2 separate regions of the Mus musculus genome follow, and region 2 is linked to region 1. Evidence: chromatin contacts called from public Hi-C data. All regions are on one chromosome and are shown on one strand. The core of a region is the stretch at or near the end of the contact, and the rest is flanking DNA. Distances in the headings are between cores, read along the strand shown. Region 1 holds the start of Ap4m1 (adaptor-related protein complex AP-4, mu 1). Region 2 holds the start of Mafk (v-maf musculoaponeurotic fibrosarcoma oncogene family, protein K (avian)).

Region 1 (3,571 bases), core at 449-2,948:
CTCCGTGTAGCCCTGGCTGTCCTGGAACTCACTTTGTAGACCAGGCTGGCCTCAAACTCAGAAATCCACCTGCCTCTGCCTCCCGAGTGCTGGGATTAAAAGCGTGTGCCACCACTGCCCAGCTGAGTCCAGACATCTTAGGAACAACTTGTACAGTTGTCTGAGTCCCGCCATCTTAGGGACAGCTGGTAAGAGAACAGCTGTTTGAGTTCAGACACCTCAAGGACAACTTCTCCATCTTGCTGGCAAGATCAACTAAGCTCGTGTTCTCAAGCCCAGAAAACTACTCCTAATCTGATTGGTCAAAGTTCCCTTGCTCAACCCCTTATGTCAAAATATGATTGGACAGTGCTACAGCTCACCCCACTCCCCTCCACTTTGTGGTGTCAGCCTTTAACTGCTAGGCAAGTTCAGGAGTCTGTTCTACAGCCCTGACTGATCAGTACTGGCTTGATTACAATACCTTTTTGTCATCTGCATTGACCTAGTGCTTGAGTTATGGTGGATCTATATTGGATTTAGCAGATTCTACAACAAGTAGAAGATACCTGATCTCCACACATGTGCAGTGATGTGGGCAAATACACACACACACACACACACACACGTGAATAAATAAACTTAAAAAGACCAAAGTTTTTGGGCTTTACCAGCACTTCATCCAGGAGTTCGTAGACAAGCGCCACATTGCGTGAGATGGTTCCCTCATTGAGTGAGCCACAGTAGTCACCCAAGAGAGTGGCTAGCCTAAGGAAACACAGCAAATTATGTGTGAATAAACCTCACACGCCCTCCTTCTTAAGTGCCTGTCCCAACTCTACTCACCGGGAAAGCAGCTCCAGAAGGCTGAAAGGAGAGACGTTTTCTAAGGTTGTGGCCACCAAATAGAGCCCACTGTGTCTGATGTGAATAAAATGACGATCACCGTGATACTGAGGCAGAGTTGAGGACAGAGGCCATTAAGAAAAGACCAGAATTGTAGTAAGGAAACCTGCAAGATGGCACCCTGAGGTCTACTAGTGATGGGCGATGCCCCAGATCTAAGACCTGGCCGCCTAACGTGGAAAGGTAGTATCTACCTCTCAAAGTTGTTGATAGTCAAAAAATAGGGTGCATGGCTCTGTAACTGGCTTCTTGTTAGTACTCAAAACATTTATAAACAAATCCTCCCCACACACACACCCCCGCCCCCAAGCTTCCTACCAAGCTGCCCTTGACAGGGAGGAGGCACTCACCCACCTCCACAGTTCTAAGGCCCTGCACACCAACCACAGTAGTTACCATGACAACCGGGGACTCGCCTCCAGGCAGTCCCGTCAGCTTCCGGTAGAAGAGCTCTGCCACATCACGACCACCACTGTCCCCGCGGACTAGCCAGGTGGAAAGATAGTTAAGGAACAGGCGACACAGACTGATCTGGATTCGATTTCTACCCAGCTACCCTACCCCGTCTCCCGGGTCAAAGGATACAGTCTTTATAGATGAGCGGATCCCCCTTGGAAGACAGAATGAAGAACTGGGAAATCATGGCGGTTCTGGAGGATAGACGAGAACACGGTGAAAGTTGAACCCACCCCGCCTTGTGGACGCGGAACAAAAGGCCGCACGGAGGCTGGCGCTTTAAGAAACACTCCTCCCACACACACACTCGCGAGCATTAATTTCGAACCGCGGGAAACAGGGTGTCCAACCCGCCAGGATCTGGCAATCTTTCAACGGCCCGCCCTCAAGCCCCTTGTCATTCAATCTAGACTCGTCCATTGATTGGTTAAAGTTAGGGGCTGGCAGCAGTTGGGAACCCCCTATCTGATTGGCGGGTTCTCAGCCGCACGGGTCACATGGGTGACGACGTTTCGCGCCAATTTCGGTTGGCCGGCTACGTCCCGCCGCGCGTTCGTTTTCTGCTTCCCCAGAGAGAGATTTTTGAGCCCTTCAAGTCCTGCCACACCGTCCCCGGCAGCGATGGCGCTTAAGGACTACGCGATCGAAAAAGGTGAAGATCTATAGGGCTGGGGGCGGCGTCCTCGGAGGGAAACTTCTACCTGCACCTGTTGAGGGGTGCTGGAGTCTTGGGGTCGGGCGGGGGAGGGGGAGTGAGCCGGGATCTGTGACTCCGAGGACAGGCGAACTGCGCCTGCAATAAGCAGTGGGCGTCAAGGATGGAGGAAGCAATCCTCCTTGGAAAAGGTGATGTGTTTGTGTTATGGAGAGAACCCAGTGGAGTCCACAAAGGAGGGGCGCGCTCGGTAGAGACCGGGTGACTTGGTTCAATGCATTCAATACGTGACCCAAGGGACTAGGTTACTGGGCCAGCCTCTGCTGCTCGGGGCGCTAGCGAATTCCCGCGTCCACTGGAGACTGGCCGAAGTCCAGAGGCGGGGCTTGCCAGACCGCTACGCGCCGCGATTGGTTGTTTTCGGCCGCCCTCCAAGCGGAAGTAGAGGCGGGCGGAAGTGGCGCTACCCGATCTTGGGACTGTCGTGTGTAAACAGTGTCCTTCCGCGCGGTGGCCTCGGAGATAGCTGCAGTAGGTAGGGGCGTGCCTAGAATTGGGAGGCTAAGCGCCCGGTGGCGAAAGGTGGCAGTGTGGTGGACCCGAATGGCCCTTTGGCGTTCTGGCCAATCCCCGCTCGGCCACCCGTCTCGGGCGGAGGAATCCTGGGCTGTGAGGCGGCTGGAATCTGGGCCCATGTGCTTCTTTGTTTACTAAGAGCGGAAGCAGTGGCGGGAGCCGGGCATGAGTGCAGAGGAGGCCTAGTGGCGGACGTCCTGGCGGGAGCCTAAGAAAAAGAGTTGTACTGGTAGAGCGAGAGCCGAGGACCTTAAGTCGATTGGGAGCGAGCTGAGAGAATTGAAGAAACTGAGATTCCTAATTAAGACAGAGTGTGGAATTCTCTTGGGAAGGTTGGGTAAGACTCTTGTAGCTGCCCGAAGACCTATATTCTTCTCTGTGTAAAAACGGACTTGTGAAAAGGAACACTGCCTACTTTGGGGAGAACTTGGTCGATTTGTTTTCAATGTTCATTTAACTAACTAGTTCATAGGTTTCGTCTTAAGTGAAAGTGGGTTTCTTAGGTTTCTGTTAAGAGTTTGAAATAAAGAATCTAAAAGGAAAGTTGATTGTTTATTTTATTTATTTTTACATTATTTTGTTACATTATTGTGTGTGTGAGATCGCACGGGCATATCATAGTGCTGGACACCCGCAGGACTCTGTTCTCTTCCAACCTGTGGGTGGGCCCTAGGGATTGAACTCTAGTCCTTGGCAGCAGTGGTCTTTACACCTCACTGCAAAGACTTGGTTTTTATTTTATATTTGTAGAAAAAGTTAAGAAGTTCCTCCAAGAGTTTTATTACGAGAATGAGCTTGGAAAGAAGCAGTTCAAGTATGGGACCCAGTTGGTAAGTCTCAGGATTGGTTCTGGGGAGTGGCGTGGCGTGTTAAGAACTTGTATAAGGTTATCTCAAGTCTGGCTATCAGTGAATGACTTGATTCTGATTGTTTTTATACAAAGTTGGGTTTTTGTTTTGTTTTTAGCTTAAGGGTTTTCTTAGATGTTTTAGTCGTGTT
Region 2 (3,571 bases), core at 609-3,108, 1.6 Mb before region 1:
GAAAGAGTTAGCAGAGACTGTAAACAAGCCCTGGGGCTGGTAGAGCCAGGGACTAAAAACTGAGGGTCCTTAGGAAGTAATGGCCAGAAAAGACTCACCAGAAGCCTTGAGGTGCTAGAGAAAGGGCTGGGACACAGAAACAGCAGACTCTCGGGAAAACAGAGCCTCCCCAGACCCTCCATCCAACGTCCATTTTTAGCAACTACCTGGAAAGTACACAGCCCTGAACTTGGAACAGGGCCCTGCAAGCCCAGCTCAGTTGGAGAACAAGAGGAGAATGTACTCCAGCAAAGCCTGGCTTTGTGTTTTGTCTAGTAAATCTTTTCTTTTGGAATCACAAGAAGTTATCACATTAGACACATTCCCTTTACCAAGGTCAAACACCACATTTCTCGTGATTTATCTAAGGAGAGAGGAAGGTTTTTGTCATCAGTGAGGGCTGTCCCCAGTGACATGGGCTGCAGGTAGGTCCTGCCTATACAGCTTTCTTGACTCCATCCACATGCTTAAATTCACACCTACTGTTTCAGTTTGGTTTTGTGTGACAGTGTCTCGCTATGTAACTAAGGCTGGTCTTGAACTAGCTAAGCAATCCAGGCTAACCTTAAACTCAAGATCTTCCTGCCTCAGACTCCCATGTGCTAGGAGTACAAGCATGTGCCACCATAACATAATGGCTTTAGACCAACACCTTTGAAAGAAGTTACCTGGCCCTAAAACACCAGCTCAAAGCATCAAAGTACCCACGTGCACTCCACCAGATACCTTCTGAAATGTTGCTGCCACAGTATGACCTCAGCAGTGCCAACCTCTGGGGTCCCAGGGCTAATTTTAGTGACTCCACAGGAGTGGAAGGGGTGAACTACCTACCAGCTGAGACACAAGCTAGCTTTTGAGGACTGAGTGTACTGAGTGCCTGTCCATCAATTGGAAGGCGAACTGTTAAAGTGCATCTGTGTTAGCAATGAGAGCTGTGTGAAAAGCGAGGCTCAGACTAACTTCCCTAGAGAAACAAGAGCACCAAGCAGCCTCACCTCCCAAATACCGACTGCGTTCTTACGGGGCAAGTTCTAGGAGGCTGGAGTGGCTGTTATCTCAAGGATACCAGAAGAGGAGTCTATCTCCCCCAAAGAGATCTAATCTAGGCACCTAGGACCCACGAGGCTTTCTTCACCTGTAATTTGCTAGAGTTTTTGCTTCTGATTTCTCGCCGCACGCTCGTAAACATGCACACTCTTAACACGCCTATCCGCTCACCCTACTAGGGAACCTCGCACTTCAGAGTTGGATGGGACCTTGGCCCCAGACCACACCTGAAGAAAGTGACGGAAGCGATAGGCTGGCCAAGACGGTCACCTGCCTCGCTCCCCACCCACAGCTTCCACATCCGGCACCGCTGGCCGGTCAGCTGATTAGAAAGTGACACCAGTTACTCAGGCCCTTTCGGGGTCCCGGCCGGGGGCGAGGTGGGGGCGAATTCTACGCCGACGGAAATGGCCAGGTGCGCACGGCTCCCGGGTGCCACTCTCCCGCACGTGGTGGGTCCCGTGTGGGCCTTGAGCTAGGTCCCGCGTGGCACGTGCTCGAGGCCCAGGCTGGGTCCCGCGGCCTTCGGGGTGCTCCTCCCGCAGGTGCACGAACTCTGGGTTCCCCTACCCAGTTCCCGAAGCCCCTCACTCACCCGGGTCGCGCGCGGGGCCGGGCGCGGCGGCTCCTTGCGGACACGCACTCTTCACAAGCGCTTCTGCTCTCGCGCTCCCCTTAGTCGCCGTCTCCGCCTGCGCGCTTCGGACTTCTCGTTCCGACTCGGCGAAGAACAACAAGTCCCTGCCACCCGCCGCCCGCCGCCGGCTCCCCAGTACTGACACCGCTTCCGGGATCGCGCGTCGAAGCGCGTCACCGCCCCGCCCCCGCGATGGCCACGCCCCTAGTGATCACGCCCCTGTTGCTCACGCTTCTTCGCTCACCAAAACCACGCCCTCTCTGGCCGCGCGTCGGCACCACGCCCCTGATGGCCACGCCCCTCGCTGCCCCAGTCCCTGGGTCCTCCTACATGCTTCCACGTGCAGTTGTCTCATTGCTGAGCTCCTGGCCCTGTCCATCCCCAACACACCCGGGGCGGGGTCTGTGCTCCTTTCCCAAGGTAGGGGGTGTCAGGCGAGCGTGACGCACACTGGGTATGGACCCCACGTTTCCTTGAACTTTCAGCCTGGGCATTATGTCTCTATGTCACCCACTGTCGTCTATGCTACTCACTGTGATCCTGAGGCTGCTGGAGCCTCCCCGGGTCTTGGCAGAGAGAATAGAGGCCAACTGGCTAGTGACCATGTTCTGGACCTAACACCAAGCCCACGTCAAGGTGGCGAAGTGGCTCAGTTACACCACATAATCAGCAAGGCAGATGCACCCTACAAAGGAGAAAGAGATATGTATGTAGCATCCTCTTCTGACCCATACCATGACCTTTTGATTTATATCTGAGACAGAGGTAAGGTCTCACTGTGCAGCTCAGAGTGGCCTGGAACACTTATAAAACTTTATTTTTTTTTTTTACTTATTTATATGTGTGTTCATATGTATGTGGATTGGTGTGCACACACTACCACGAATGTGTGGAAGTCAGAGGGCAACTTTAGGGAATCTGTTTTTTCTTTCCACTTTTGGGTTCCGAAAATTGAACTCAGACTTGGTACCTTTACCCACTGAGCCACCTCACTGGCACTGTCTTGAAGCTCTTAATCCTTCTGCCTTCACCCTAAGTGCCTTCACCTAAGCCTGCCCCTCCCCCTCCCCCTCCCCCTCCCCCCTTCTCCCTCTCCTCCCTCCCTCTCCTCCCTCCCTCTCCCTCTCCCCCTCCCCCTCCCCTCCCCCTCCCCCCTCTCCCTCTCCCTGTAAGCAATGGATAGTGTCTTAGTTAGGTTTTTACTGCTGTGAATAGTCACCACGACCAAGGTAACTCTTATAAGGACAACATTTAGTTAGGGCTGCCTTATAGGTTCAGAGGTTTAGTCCATTATCATCAAGGATCATGGTAGCATCCAGGCAGTCATGGTGCAGGCAGAGCTGAGAGTTCTACATCTTCATCTGAAGGCTGCTAGGAAGACTGACTTCCAAGCAGTAAGGATGAGGGTCTTAAAGCCCACACCCACAGTGAGACACCTATTCCAACAAGGCCATACCTCCTAATAGTGCCACTTCCTGGGCCTAACATATTCAAACCACAACAGACAGAAAGCCATATCTCTCTGACTTGGGGATGCATGGACATATGGCTGTTTTCCATAGGCTTCGGTGGGGGCAAGAGCACACACAGAACTTCCTGTACTCTAGCGCAGTGCAGCAGTTGGATTCCTAGATGTGCCTAGGAGTCCCAAGATGTCCTTACATGGGAGCCATCCCCCTTTTCCTGTCTCAGACGGACAAAACTGCAGGGTGTTGGTACTGCTACCCTTGGAGGGGAGGCAATGCCCAGAATGCAATTTAACGTCCTCCTTTCAGGCCGAAGTGATGCTCAGGGCTGAGAACGGGATGAGCAGGAGGCATCCCTGAGCCCTAGCAACATGGCTCTCAA

What was found. A called contact is a pair of places that touch in the nucleus more often than the background predicts.
Region 2: a contact with region 1 is called in a Hi-C map of muscle stem cells, with 5 times the contacts expected there. The contact joins the promoter of Mafk here to the promoter of Ap4m1 in region 1. A contact is called at or near these places in 2 of 39 promoter capture datasets (liver and pre-B cells), 2 of 484 Hi-C or Micro-C datasets (CD4 T cells and muscle stem cells), 2 of 115 datasets of contacts at active chromatin or transcription factors (embryonic stem cells and pancreatic cancer cells) and 1 of 9 other capture datasets (adipose tissue).

The regions. Positions count from the first base shown.
Region 1 is chr5:138,170,148-138,173,718 of GRCm38.p6, reverse strand. Ap4m1 (adaptor-related protein complex AP-4, mu 1) reads right to left here and starts at 1,698. Exons shown (of 15, transcript NM_021392.4): 1 at 1,471-1,698; 2 at 1,282-1,370; 3 at 826-932; 4 at 651-747. The coding sequence starts at 1,528. It overlaps Mcm7 (minichromosome maintenance complex component 7), which reads left to right and starts at 1,836. Exons shown (of 15, transcript NM_008568.3): 1 at 1,836-1,993; 2 at 3,323-3,402. The coding sequence starts at 1,963.
Region 2 is chr5:139,789,823-139,793,393 of GRCm38.p6, reverse strand. It overlaps Mafk (v-maf musculoaponeurotic fibrosarcoma oncogene family, protein K (avian)), which reads right to left and starts at 1,858. Exons shown (of 3, transcript NM_010757.2): 1 at 1,682-1,858.